Regions from separate parts of the Macaca mulatta genome. Here region 2 is linked to region 1. Evidence: chromatin contacts called from public Hi-C data. All regions are on one chromosome and are shown on one strand. The core of a region is the stretch at or near the end of the contact, and the rest is flanking DNA. Distances in the headings are between cores, read along the strand shown. Region 1 holds the start of PDXK (pyridoxal kinase). Region 2 holds the start of RRP1B (ribosomal RNA processing 1B).

Region 1 (6,388 bases), core at 747-3,246:
GACGTCGGGGTATGGGAGCAAAACGCCTGCATGGAACCCTGTGGAGCCCACAGGTAAGGACGCCAGGCACTGGGGAGACCCCAGGTAGGAAGAGCAGCACCATCCTTACGAGGCTCCACCTGAGGTGAGCAATCAGAGGACACCCCTCCCTTGAGTCACTGGGAGTTAGAAAACAAGGGACATTGCTGGGGTATCCCGAGTGAGTCAAAGAAGGAAACAGTTTGCTCAGTGAAGTAGGAGGTGGACGGAAGGAGGGACGGGACAGACGTTGCAGGACCTGCACACTTCTGCCAAGACAGCGGATGCTGTCCTTAGAGACCCTTGGTTCCACACTCCCTGGCTGTCCCCGCTTTAGGGACCCTGCACCTTTCTTCCCAAGCCCAGTCCTACTTCTGACTCTGCCCAAGCAATCCACCAGCCTGTGGTGACCTCCCCGACCCGCCTCAAGCTAGGAGTGGCCCACAGCAGTGCTTAATAGCCAGGGCCACAGAACCTGTGCACCCTGACTGTCCCAGGCAGGGTCTGCCAGCAGCTGGCTGGAAAACGGGCTCAAGTGAGACCGCCTGTGAAGCACCGCACCCTGCCCAACAGGACCTCCACTTCACTCCGGACTTGAACCCCCTACCTTTCCACACTCAACTCTGCTCGGTTCTCCTGGGGGCATACCTAGGTCAGCCCTCAGATTCCACCGAAGCTCTGCTCCCCTCTTCCTGCCTTCCTCCCAGGTTAGCCCGCACCGCAGGCCCCACCGTGCCCAAGTGGCCCTTCTTTACATCCCGCGGGGCCCAGCACACGGACCGGGCATACCTGCTCCCATCCCCAAGGACCAGGCGATAGGTGGGCAGCATGGGCGAGCCACCACCCTGCAGGGCACCCCCAGCCCTCCTGCTGACTCGACAAGGCCAGGAAGTGCCCGTCGTCCTGGTTCTGCCTCGGCTCTGCCTGACACCCATGCCACTGCACCCAGGCCTCTCTTACCCCTCCACGGGCCACTTAGCTGCAACCAGGAAGCCGTGGGCTAACGCGTTTTAAAAAGTGGCTCCCTAAAGCCGATCCGCACAGTCCCGAACTGTTTTCTGGGGCTTTTCCTCGTCAGAGCAAACACCTGCAGGGATGCCGCTCTGCCAGAGGGGGCAAGGCAGTCCCTGCCCCACCATCTTCCCTTTGGCCACCTCCTGGCGTGGTCAGGCCAAGAGTGGAGTCCACCCTCGTGGGCACCGTGACCTCACTCGGCGTCTTCCTCCCTCTTTCCGACCTCCTGACCCACAGGGGCCCAGCAGGTGAGCGCGCTACCGCCTCGAGCTCCACGGCCGCCTCTGCGTTCCAGCGGGGCAAGGTCCCGGCTCGCGTGGCTGCTCCGGGACTCCTCGGGGCTCTGCGGCATTTCTTCGCCTCCGGGAGCCTCACCTCCCCCCGCCCCCGCGGCAGTCGGCCCGATCCTCGGGAAGGGGCGAGGACGAGCGGCTGCGCCACAGCCGGTGCACAGGGCTCCCTCCTACCCGTGCACCCCGACGCCGGACACTTCCCACCCGCAGGGGCCCCCAGAGCGCTCAGCCCTCCGCTTCCGCCCCCGCAAGCCAAGCAGAGCGGGCGACCCATCTCGCGCCTGTCTCCCGGGCGCCAGGGCCAGGCTCTGCCCGCAGCTCCCAAGCCTCCCTCGGGTAACTGAGGCTCGTCTCGGGCAGCCCCGCCAAGGTCACGGGCTCGGGTTACGTAAGCCCGGGCTGCGGGCGGATGCGTACCTGCAGCGGGAACGTGGCCGCCCGGTTGCCCACGTAGCCGCGGACGACGTGGCTCTGTATGGAGAGCACCCGGCACTCCTCCTCCATGCCGGGCCTGGCCGCGGCGGCGCGGGGCCGAGGCGGGGGCACGGTCTCCGCCGTTCGCTCAGGCTCCGGCTCGGCTCGGTTCGGGCTCGGGCTCCGACCCCTGCTTCCCTCGGCTCCGACTCCGGCTCTGGCGTGCGACGGCCTCGGTCGGCGCAGACGCCTCCTTCTGACCTCAGCTGGCGGCTCCGAACCCGCGAGTTCCGCGCGGCGCCGGGGACGGGCCGAGGGCGGGCCGGGGCGGGGACAGCCGCGCAGGCTCCGCCCCTGGGCTGGGAGGAAGCGAAACCCGACCCCGGCCGCGCCGCCCCGCCAGGTGGCCCCCGCCACTCTGCCGCCGGAAACGCTGGGTTTGCACTGTCATTCCACCGGGAGAGGGCTCTGGAGCGCCGTTCGTTCGTTCATTCAGTCAACACGCGTGCTCCGCTCCAGCCCTGCGCCCCGCGCCCAGCCGCGCGCAGGGGAGACTCGAAGGCCCGGGCGCCACGCCCCTGACCTCCGGGCGCGACATTCTCACCACCCGGAGAACCACGAGAGGGCACGCGGGCGTGGGAAGAGTGCCGAGGCGCGGAAGTGACCCCAGACCCCGGATCCCCAAGGGAACCACGCTCTCAATTGCCTGCAGGGTCCGGAGCCCGCATCCAATCCACGTCCCCTCCCACGGGCCGCGGGAGCTGACAAACACGGGGCCGATGGGACCCAGTCTCCCCCCCACCGGCCTGGCGTGGCGGGCTTCTCCGGGGCGCCCCAGACCCTTGCGGACCCTGAGTACCCCCTCCGGTGGCCCGGCCTGCAGAGGCGCCCAGCCCCCGGCCACATGCCCGGCCCTACATCCACAGGTGCCCGGGCCTGGACCGCGTGTCCGATCCCAGTCCAACCCAGTCTTCCTGTGGAGGGCCTGCCTTCCACGAACCTGACCCCCTAGGGGATCCCACAGCCTTCACTTCCCCCCCCTGCGCTCTCCACAGACACACTCCCTGCGGCTTCCCTGCACCACCCCAGGGAACGGAGGCCTTTGGGTTCCAGACTTGCAGACATGGTGATTTGGGTCTCTGGGGTCAGTATCACCAGACTAAAGTCTTGGTGACCTAACACAGTGCACTTGCGGCTCTGCAGCTTGGTGAGACCCGATGCCCGACCAGGCGGTGCTGAGGACTGAGGGAGGAGGACATTTTAGAGATCCAGGTTTTAAAAAGAAAGTACATCGTGAATAGTAATAATCGTCCATTAATAATAGCTAACATTGGCCAGACACGGTGGCTCATGCCTGTAATCCCAGGACTTTGGGAGGCTGAGGTGAGCGGATCACCACAGCAAGCGATCTAGACCATCCTGGCCAACATGCTGTCTCTAGTAAAAATACAAAAATTAGCCGGAAATGGTGGTGCGTGCCTGTAGTCCCAGCTACGTGGGAGACTGAGGCAGGAGAATCACTTGAACCCAGAAGGCGGAGGTTGCAGTGAGCCAAGATCACGCTACTGCACTCTAGCCTGATGACAGAGTGATACTCCGCCTCAAAAAATAATAATAATAGCTAACATTTAAGCAGTGCATGGTGGCTTATGCCTGCAGTCCCAGCTACTAAGGAGGCTGAGGAGGGAGGATTGCTTGAGCCCAGGAGGTGGAGGCCAGCCTGGACAATATAAGGTAAACCATCTCTGAAAAATAATAGGCCAGATGTGGTGGCTCACGCCTGTAATGCCAGCACTTTGGGAGGCCAAGACGGGTGGATCACTTGAGGTTAGGAGTTCAAGACCAGCCTGGCCAACATGGTGAAACCCCGACTCTACTAAAAATACAAACATTAGGCCAGGTGCGGTGACTCACACCTGTAATTCCAGCACTTTGGGAGGCCGAGGTGGGCGGATCTTGCAGTCAGGAGTTTGAGACCAGCCTGGCCAACATGGCGAAACCCAATCTCTGCTGAAAATACAAAAATTAGCCGGATGTAGTGGCACGCACCTGTAATCCCAGCTACTTGGGAGGCTGAGGCAGGAGAATCACTGAAACCCGGGAGGCAGAGGTTGCAGTCAGCGAAGATCACACCACTGCACTCCACCCTGGGTGACAAGGTAAGACTCCATCCCCCACCCCCCCCCAAAAAAAAAAAAAAAAAGCCAGGCGTGGTGGTGCCTGTAATCTCAGCTACTCCAGGGGTCTGAGGCAGGAGAATCACTTGAACCCGAGAGACAGGGGTTGCAGTGAGCCAATATCATGCCACTGCACTCCAGCCTGGGCGACAGAACGAAACTGTCTCAAAAAATAATAGAAATAATAATAACAGCTAACATTGAGCACGTACTGTGCACTGAGCATATTTCATGCATTAACACATTGAATCTTCACACTACTTTACAGAAGAGTGTAAACTAAAATAAAATCCTAAGCCTCCCTCCACCAAGGAAGGGAACACCAGAAAAACCCTAAAACTGAGTTCCTGGTCATGAGGGAACGGGAGGTCAGCTGCATCTTTTTACTCCCTCCCTTTAGGGTTTACACACAACACTGAACAGCACTAAAGTTAAAATAGAGGCCTTAAGACCCACAGAACAGACTCTGTGGCAATAAGATATCAAATTACAAACAGGCCCTCAGGCCACAGCAGGCAAGGGTCAGCCTTGTACCCTACACTGAGAGAACGGATTCTGCCCTCACGCCACAGCTGCTTTTTCTCCAGCAGCTAAACACACACTGGCCCGGCCATGAGCAAGATTCAAATGACTGCAGCTCATCCACCCGCAGACGCAAACTGACCACGTTCCACAGCCATGACCACAGCTCTGACTGGGCAGAAGCCTGACTTCAGGAACCTCCTCCTGATAAGGGACCCCCGACCATGGACCGGCTCTGGCTGATTTACAGAGGCTGTGCACTGGAGTGCCTTTGTGTCCTGATTAGACCTCTGACATTTAGGGCCTCATTGCGACACATTGACATGTTAAGACTCCACACCAGAGTGAACACAGGTCGTATGCAACATGCATGTTTGTTTAGTACGTGTGCAGCCAGACCCCCTTCATGAATATTCACCACTCCTCCTGTAACCTGCTGCATATGTATATTTAGCCAGCCCTTTCAGCATAGAGCTCCTTCCCCAACCTCTCCTCCCTTGAAGTACCTGTCTCTTTGGGAGGGCCACTGATACAGACAGGAGGCAGGGAAATACTGCATAGAAGAGGCAGTTCCCCAGCAAAGGCCCCTAAAAAAGAACTTCACATCCCTGTTTTCCCACCTGAATGGTGCTTTTTCCAAAACCACCCTGGCCTGCCGCATCCCCATCTTGTACCCATAAAAACCCAAAACGTCACTGACAGAGGAATGCAGTGGCACAGCAGAGAAGGAGAGAAAGAAGCATCTGAACGTGAAGAGGAGTTCGACCAGGGAGGATTATCTTCTCACTCCATCCCCTTTCCAGCTCCCCATCCTGCTGACAGCCACCTCCATCCCTCAATAAAACCTCCACTTTCACCATTCTTCAAGTCCATGTGACCTGATTCTTCCTGGATGCCAGACAAGGACCTGAGTACCAAAAGGACGGGGTGTAAAAGGCTGTCACTCTGACTCTTCACTAAACTGGTTAACACTTAGCAATCCATGGATGACAATTGCTAGAAGAGAATTAATTGGCCAGGCACGGTGGCTCACGCCTGTAATCCCAGCACTTTGGGAGGCCGTGGCAGGTGGATCACGAGGTCAGGAGTTCAAGACCAGCCTGGTGAATATAGTGAAACTCCATCTCTACTAAAAATACAAAAAATTAGCTGGGTATGGTGGTGTGTGCCTGTAATCCCAGCTACTTGGGAGGCTGAGGCAGGAGAATTGCATGAACCCAGGAAGCAGAGGTTGCAGTGAGCCAAGATCGTGCCATTGCACTCCAGCCCGGGTGACAGTGTGAGACTCCATCTCAAAATAAATAAATAAATAAATAAAGAGAAATAATTGTAACACAACCCTAGATGCTACCATGAGGCTGGAGTCCAAAAGTGCTTGCCCTGGCCCTCGCACCCACTCACCTGCATGCTCCCCCTGCCATAAGGAGTTTGTGACAGGTAAGCAAGCCAGAAACTTGTTTGTGAGTCCCGCAAAAGGCTCCAGGGAACTCTCCTGTCACAGCACCTTGAAGGCTGTAACACTTTGTAAGAAATAAAGTCTCCTCTCCTTTCCCAAACTTATAGATTATGAAGTTAATAAACTAAGGAGAAGTCAGAGGTTACAGAGTCGGTGACAAGCAGTGCTGGGTGAGAGCCCCAGGAACCCACAGAGGCAGCACCAGCCACTGCCATTACTACCCTTTGCTCATCCTACTCTGTGAGTCTCTCGCCCTTGGCTCTTAGGAGCACCTGATGAATCTCTCTCTCTCTCTGCAGTGGATTTCATCCTTCTGCACTTTGATCCATCACCCGTGGTCCCCTCCCCATCCCCAGCCCCCGCCCTCCCATCCTATCACACCTTTGGTCCCAGGCACTAAGAGGAAAGAGCAGGGGAGACATGGAAGAGAGCTGACCAGCCTCCAGGCCCGTGGGCTCCAAGACCCTCCTTCTTGACAGAGGGCCCTGATCAAA
Region 2 (6,425 bases), core at 3,195-5,694, 63 kb after region 1:
CAAAACTCTGAAAGGCAAAGTACATTATCTGAAGCAGTTTGGTTTCACCAGTCTTTTCTTCTCTATTTTCTTCTTGGGGCTAAATGACTGAAACTTAATACAATTACGTTTTTACAACAATACAATATAGGTTTAGTTATTTCAAAATGAATGAGGTAGGCCAGGTGCAGTGACTCACTCCTGTAATCCCAGCACTTTGGGAGGCCGAGGTGGGCAGATCACCTGAGGTCAGGAGTTCAAGAGCAGCCTGGCCAACATAGAGTGAAACCTCGTCTCTACTAAAAAAATACAAAAATTAGGTGGGCGTGGTGGTGCACGCCTGTAGTCCCAGCTACTTGGGAAGCTGAGGCAGGAGAATCGCTTGAACCTGGGAGGTGAAGGTTGCAGTGAGCCGAGGCTGTGCCACTGCACTCCAGCCTGGGCAACAGAGCAAGTCTCTGTCTCTCAAAAAAACAAAAACAAAGGCCGCGTGCGGTGTGGCTCACACTTGTAATCCCAGCACTTTGGGAGGCAGAGGCGGGGCGGATCACGAGGTCAGGAGCTCAAGACCAGCCTGGCCAACATGGTGAAACCCTGTCTCTACTAAAATTACAAAAATTAGCCAGGCGTGGTGGTGGGTGCTCCCAGCTACTCAGGAGGGTGAGGCAGGAGAATCGCTTGAAACTGGAAGGTGGAGGTTGTAGTTAGCAGAGATCGCGCTATTGCACTCCAGCCTGGGTGAAAGCACGAAACTCTCTCTCAAAAAACAAACACACACAAAACAAATGAGGTGAACATCAAAGTGAGACATGTAGACATGTGAAATATCAGTAGGTTTTGAAATCAGCAAATCCAACAGCTACTCTCACCATGTAATGAGCCCAGGAGCCATTTTAGATGGGGGTAAAGTGTTATACTTGAACACGCCCCAGGGTCAGAACATCCACAACTCCTATTTATTATAACTCTTGGGCGGAGAGAACCCTAACCCCATCATTACAAAAAAACACTTTCTTACTGAATCGAATATAGCATTAACCATAAGATGTACTGTTATTTTGTATGTTGCCAAAAAGAAAGCAATGATGCAAATTAAATTGTCACCAGGTTGATTTTAGGATGCCTCTCCATTTTAGTTTAGTTTACTCCCTCTTTATTTTTAAAGTCGCAGAACTGGTAAGATAGGCAGGGACTGTTTTGTCCACTGCTATATTCCCAGTGCCAAGAGTAGCGTACATAATAGTACACGGTTGGCACTCCATAAATGTTTGCTAAATATATGAATGAGTGAATGAATTGGGACAAATAAGCTCTTATGAATGAAAGCCATGGAGAGTGATCACTTTAGGACTGTGAGTACCTAACTTGAACAGTTAAAGCATGAGCTCAACATTCTGTTACTTAAAGTAATACAAAGATTTCCAATTTATTTTTAAAATTACAAAGCTATCTATTTATGTTGCTGCAGAACAGCTCATGTTTCAGGAAGAGTGAAATCTCAGATTTCCTTTATGATGCCTAAGACAAGATGCAAAAAAGTTTGAGCCTGTCAATGGGAGTCAAATGTCAGGCCAAGTTATTTCCAAATTTGTGTTTTAATTGTGGTGGGGCATAGCTGTGGCGGAGACCGTGTGTTTTCTTGTCCCATTATCACTGTCCATGACGTTCACGCTGCAGAGTTATTTTTTGAAGGCCCAGTGTACTCCATGCCATGTGGTGGTGAACAAGACGTACAAGACAAGAAACTCTGGGTGTGACAGGCACTAACCAGACAGGACTCTGGAGCACTGGTGTAAACTGGTCTTAGGCCCCCTGCGTAACCTCAGCATCTGCAAATCCTGGGCTGGCTCACCAAAGGGTTTGAGCAAAAGGCTCTGTCTAGGCTGTTTTAGCACCATAAGTATTGCTTCTTGTCTTCTACTTTTGTATAGGCCAAGACCTTTCATGGCTGCATGTACTCCCACTTCTGGCTAAGAAAACAGATGGAAGCTTACACTGTTTTGGGAGTAGAATGGCACATTGATAATTAAGCAGCAATGTAGCTAAGTGCTACAACAGAGACACAATGGATGTTTTAGACCCTGGAGGAGTAGGGCGAGATGCTAGGGGAGGCTTTTTGAAGGAAGTGATACTGAACTGAATGCTGGGAGTGAAGAAGGTGTGGGATTCTTTGCAGAGTGAACAGGAGAAGCAAAGGCAGAGAGGTGAGAAATTGTGTGCTATACACCAAGATCCATGACTGGTTCTGTTGACAGAACATGAAGCAGTCACATGGGGCTTAGGGAGGAAGAGCACCTGAGGACAGATCATGACTTGCAGACACTGAATTTCAAAAAATATTGGTGATGTGGGATCAGATTTGTTTTAGGAAGATGACCCTGGGCTGGTCTGTGGAGGACAGATTCGGGGGGACACAAATGAAGTTAAGGAGACCAGTTAGGGAATATGCAGGTGCAGAAGTTTGGGTGAGATGCAAAGGGCCCACAGTCAGAGAATTTATTTCATCAGGAGGCGAAGGAGGGAGGACTGAGGGACACTGGATGTGGGCCAGGGGAAGAGGATGAGGAAGACAGAGGAGTCCAGGACAATCCCCTGCGTCCAGCTGGAATCCGAATGGCTGGTGGGAACTAGCAACCAAAAGAAGAGAAAACAGGTGGTAGAGGAGCAGCAGCAGACAACAGGCTTTCGGGGAAAGAAAATATGACGTTTTTTGGCATCCTGAGTGTGAGGTGCCAGGTAGAGAAGCCAGGCTAGCAAGGCACATCCCAGTTGCAAGTAGGAAAGGGCTGGGTCAACAATTTAGGTTTAGAAACCCCCAGCATATATGGACTACCTGGAACTGTGAGAGTAAACAAAATCTCTTAGGGACATCCCTAACAGAATCAAAGTCAGGAATTTTGGTCTTCATTCCTTTTTCTACCAGACTTCCCAGGAAAGTTTATTTTCTTTTTTTGGGTAGTCTGGTGATTTTTCTTAAAACAAACTGAGAATGTCAGTAATGGGGGAGATAATATCTGTTCTTTTAAGCAGATTCTAAATGTATTAGTACCATCAGTAACTAAATCAAACTTTATCTTAAAACCTCTGTCACACATTGTAGTTCATATCGTATGGGCTCACTCAAGAGTTTACAGAAAATATTCTTGGATCAGGTAAATGAAATCATTCAACAGCAGTGCCGTTAAAATCTACACTACAAAGCCCTGTGTGATCTGGCCACTGCCTACAATCTCCAACTTCATCTCATCACACTCTCCCCGCCCACCCACAACTTAATTGGTCTTTCAAACCACTCCTAGGGCACGTGAAGCTCTTTCCTGCCTCTGCATAGGCGCTTTCCGCTCATCTCTCTTCAGATTTCAGCTGAACATCACCCGAGAGGCCTTCCCAGAACAGTCTATCAAGAAGAGCAACCTCCTTCACTTCTTGCTATTACCTGGTTTTCTTTCTTTCTCTCTTTCTTTCTTTTTTTGAGACGTAGTTTCGCTCTTGTTGCCCAGGTTGGAGTGCAATCGTGCGATCTCGGCTCACCGCAACGTCCGCCTCCCAGGTTCAAGCGATTCTCCTGCCTCAGCCTCTCGAGTACTGAGATTACAGGCATGCGCCACCATGCCCGGCTAATTTTGTATTTTTAGTAGAGTCGGGGTTTCACCATGTTGGATTGGCCAGGCTGGTCTCGAACTCCCGACCTCCGGTCATCCGCCCGCCTCGGCTTCCCAAAGTGCTGGGATTACATGCGTGAGACACCGCGCCCGGCCTACTACCTGGTTTTCATTTCCTTTACTACACTTACACAAGGTCTACTTTATTTGCCTGTTTGCCTCCTTGCTTTATTACTAACAAATCCTCGAGAGTAGTGCTTCTGTCTTCTCTCCTCCAGCCCCGGCACGTAAAGGTGCTGGTCAAAGAAAGGCGGCAATCACCGACCGGACACCAGGGCAAATGAGGGCAGCCCAGTGATTCGAGATGCCGGCTGGGGAATCGGACCCATGTGGGTCTTTTCTCAGCTTTCCCGCTTACTGTGACTTTCACAAGTAACGGAACACCCTCAACCCGTTTCCTCAAGTGTAAAAAGGCACTAGACACAGCAAGAAGCGGTTCTGGCAGCGCGGAAACCTAAGCACACGCTGGGTGTCACGACAACACGTGGAAGCCGCGTTCCGTGCCAGGGCCCTGGCCCCAGCCCCGGCCCCCGGCCCGCCATGTGGCGCGGCTGACCGCCGCCGTGCGCCCACCTGTCTCCCTCTGCGTCTTCACGCTGATGTACTGGCGCAGCTTCTTCACCGCCCGGTCCCGAATGCCCTTCTCGCTGGACGCCAGCCGCTGGGCAAACTGGATCTCGGCCGGCTGCATGGCGGGGGCCATCGCGCCCGCTGGAGCATCCCCGGCCGCGCAACCCGCGGTGCAGCTGCCGCCAGCCGAGCGCCGCGGAGCAGCCAGCAGCCGTCCGCCAGGGCCTCGACTGCACAGAAGGCGGCGACGGCGCGCGGGTTGATGGCGTCACAAAGGCGCCGCGGCTCGCAGCGCGCTCTGGGAGTGAGCGCGGCCGTGGCCCTGGCAGCGGGCGGAGCGGCCCATCTCTTGTGCGAGTGGCGCCGGCTCTGCCTTTCGGTTGCCAAAATTCAGGCTGTACACGGCGAGGTTAGCCAGGGTTAGGACTTGGCCAGGAAGAGACGGACGGCTGTTTGTAAACGGTCTAGGATTTTTTGTTTTTGAGACAGGGTCTCCCTCTGTCGCCCAGGCTGGAGTGCAGGGGCGCGATCTTGGCGGTGATCTTGGCTCACTGCAGCCTCGACCACCCAGACTCAAGCGATCCTCCCATGTCGACCACCCAAGTAGCTGAGACTACAGGCGCGCGCTATCACGCCCCACTACTTTTTATTTTTGTAGAGATGGGGTCTCGCTATGTTGTCCAGGCTGGTCTCAAACTCCTGGGCTTAAGCAATCCTCCCGCCTCGGCCTCCCTGAGCACTGGGATTAAGGGATTGAACCACCGCGCCTGGCCACAGTCTAGGATCTTTAATCCCATTTAGCACACCCCGTTGAGCCAGCAGCTCACCTGCGATCTCCGTGGCACGGAGTTTTTAACTGTGGAGCCCCCGGGTCCCCGGGTGGAGTTAAGACTGGAAGGAAAGGCCGGCACTGGGGCCTGTTGAGCGGGTGAAGGGCTCACCTTCCGCCAGCGCCTGCAGAGGCTCGGGCAGGTCGGCGCGCCCCTTACTCTGGAGCCCTAGTGCCAGTGCTGGGGCACCCGCGCCGGCGTCCCGAAGCCTGGAGAGCACGCGCGCTTCCAGGGGAGTTGGGCAGGGCGGGCTGCTTGCTAACTCCAGAGAGGGAAGAAATCTTAGCTTTGGGTTCATCTAAAACCCAAGAACATCCTATATTTTGCGGACTCAGCGGGCGTGCCGGGGCAAGCTAATGGACTAGGTCACTCCACACGTAGCGGGGGGTTATCTCAGTTGCTCCGCTCAGTTATGTGGGCGACCTCCCGAGGTGCCTGTTGACACAAAAATTCAACCCTTAACATAAAAGCGCCTGAATCCGAGCGAAGGAAGGCGAACCGCGGAGGCGAGGTTTCCAGCAAAGACTGCCAGTTTGAAACAGTCCCCCATAGTGTAGCATTCCTCGCCAAACAGGAAAGGACTCATCCGATTTATTTTACTTGACACTTACATCAGGGGCTGACTTTCCTTCTGCTTTGCAGATAACCCCGGCTAAGTTTAAAACCCCGGCTAAGCCAGAAGAGCCAAAGTGGGACCTCGCCAAGACCACTCCTCGCGCTCTCGGCCGAGAATACTGCGCAAATTCTGCGAGGTTTGAGCCTCGCGCCTCTCCGTTCCCGACCCCCGGCGTGGACACGTTCCCGCGCTTTCTGGCGTCAGGGGTCAGAGGGCACGCCGCCGCGCAGGAGAACGGAGCCGAGGCCGCGGCTGCTATGGGCGAAGCAGGCGGTGCTGAGAAGGCCTGCAGGGTCAGTGGGGAAGCCCTGCCCACCGCCAGCGTGTTTGAGCCGTCGCCATTCGCTCCCCTCAGGGCCGCTCCCAGTGCGCTCGGAGACGGCCTGCTGTCGTGTGCTTGGGGGAGGCCTGGAGACTTCCTCCCCGGACAGCGTGAGCTGGGCCGGAGCGGGGCGAAGACGTGGGTGGGAGGCGACTTTCGCCTCCAAACCCACGCGGGGACCCGGTCTGTGAGGCTGCGCGCGGTGGGGGCACTCAATGGCGCCAAAGTGGGCATGGGAGCGTGGGATGGATGGTCACCTCTCTCTGCCCTGTGGAAGCCCAGTTCCCTTCCGAAGGCCCTGGCCCCGTGCTCCGGGACTTAGCGAGACAGCGTCAGTCTCAGAATCTGCCCTCCATCGATTTTTTATTTATTTTATTTTATTTTTTTTTTTGAGACGGAGTCTTGCTCTGTTGCCCAGGCTGGAGTGCAGTGGCCGGATCTCAGCT

The links. Hi-C and Micro-C count contacts between places; a contact is called where the count stands out from the background.
Region 2: a Hi-C map of liver shows a contact between it and region 1, with 3 times the contacts expected there. The contact joins the promoter of RRP1B here to the promoter of PDXK in region 1. A contact is called at or near these places in 2 of 14 Hi-C or Micro-C datasets (fetal cortex germinal zone and liver).

What each region holds. Positions count from the first base shown.
Region 1 is chr3:3,817,609-3,823,996 of T2T-MMU8v2.0, forward strand. PDXK (pyridoxal kinase) reads right to left here and starts at 1,997. Exons shown (of 12, transcript XR_013414814.1): 1 at 1,743-1,997. It overlaps LOC144339614 (a long non-coding RNA gene), which reads left to right. Exons shown (of 2, transcript XR_013414859.1): 2 at 1-1,152.
Region 2 is chr3:3,878,315-3,884,739 of T2T-MMU8v2.0, forward strand. RRP1B (ribosomal RNA processing 1B) reads right to left here and starts at 4,445. Exons shown (of 16, transcript XM_077995535.1): 1 at 4,215-4,445. The coding sequence starts at 4,344. HSF2BP (heat shock transcription factor 2 binding protein) reads left to right here and starts at 4,471. Exons shown (of 8, transcript XM_077995593.1): 1 at 4,471-4,620; 2 at 5,684-5,950. The coding sequence starts at 4,474.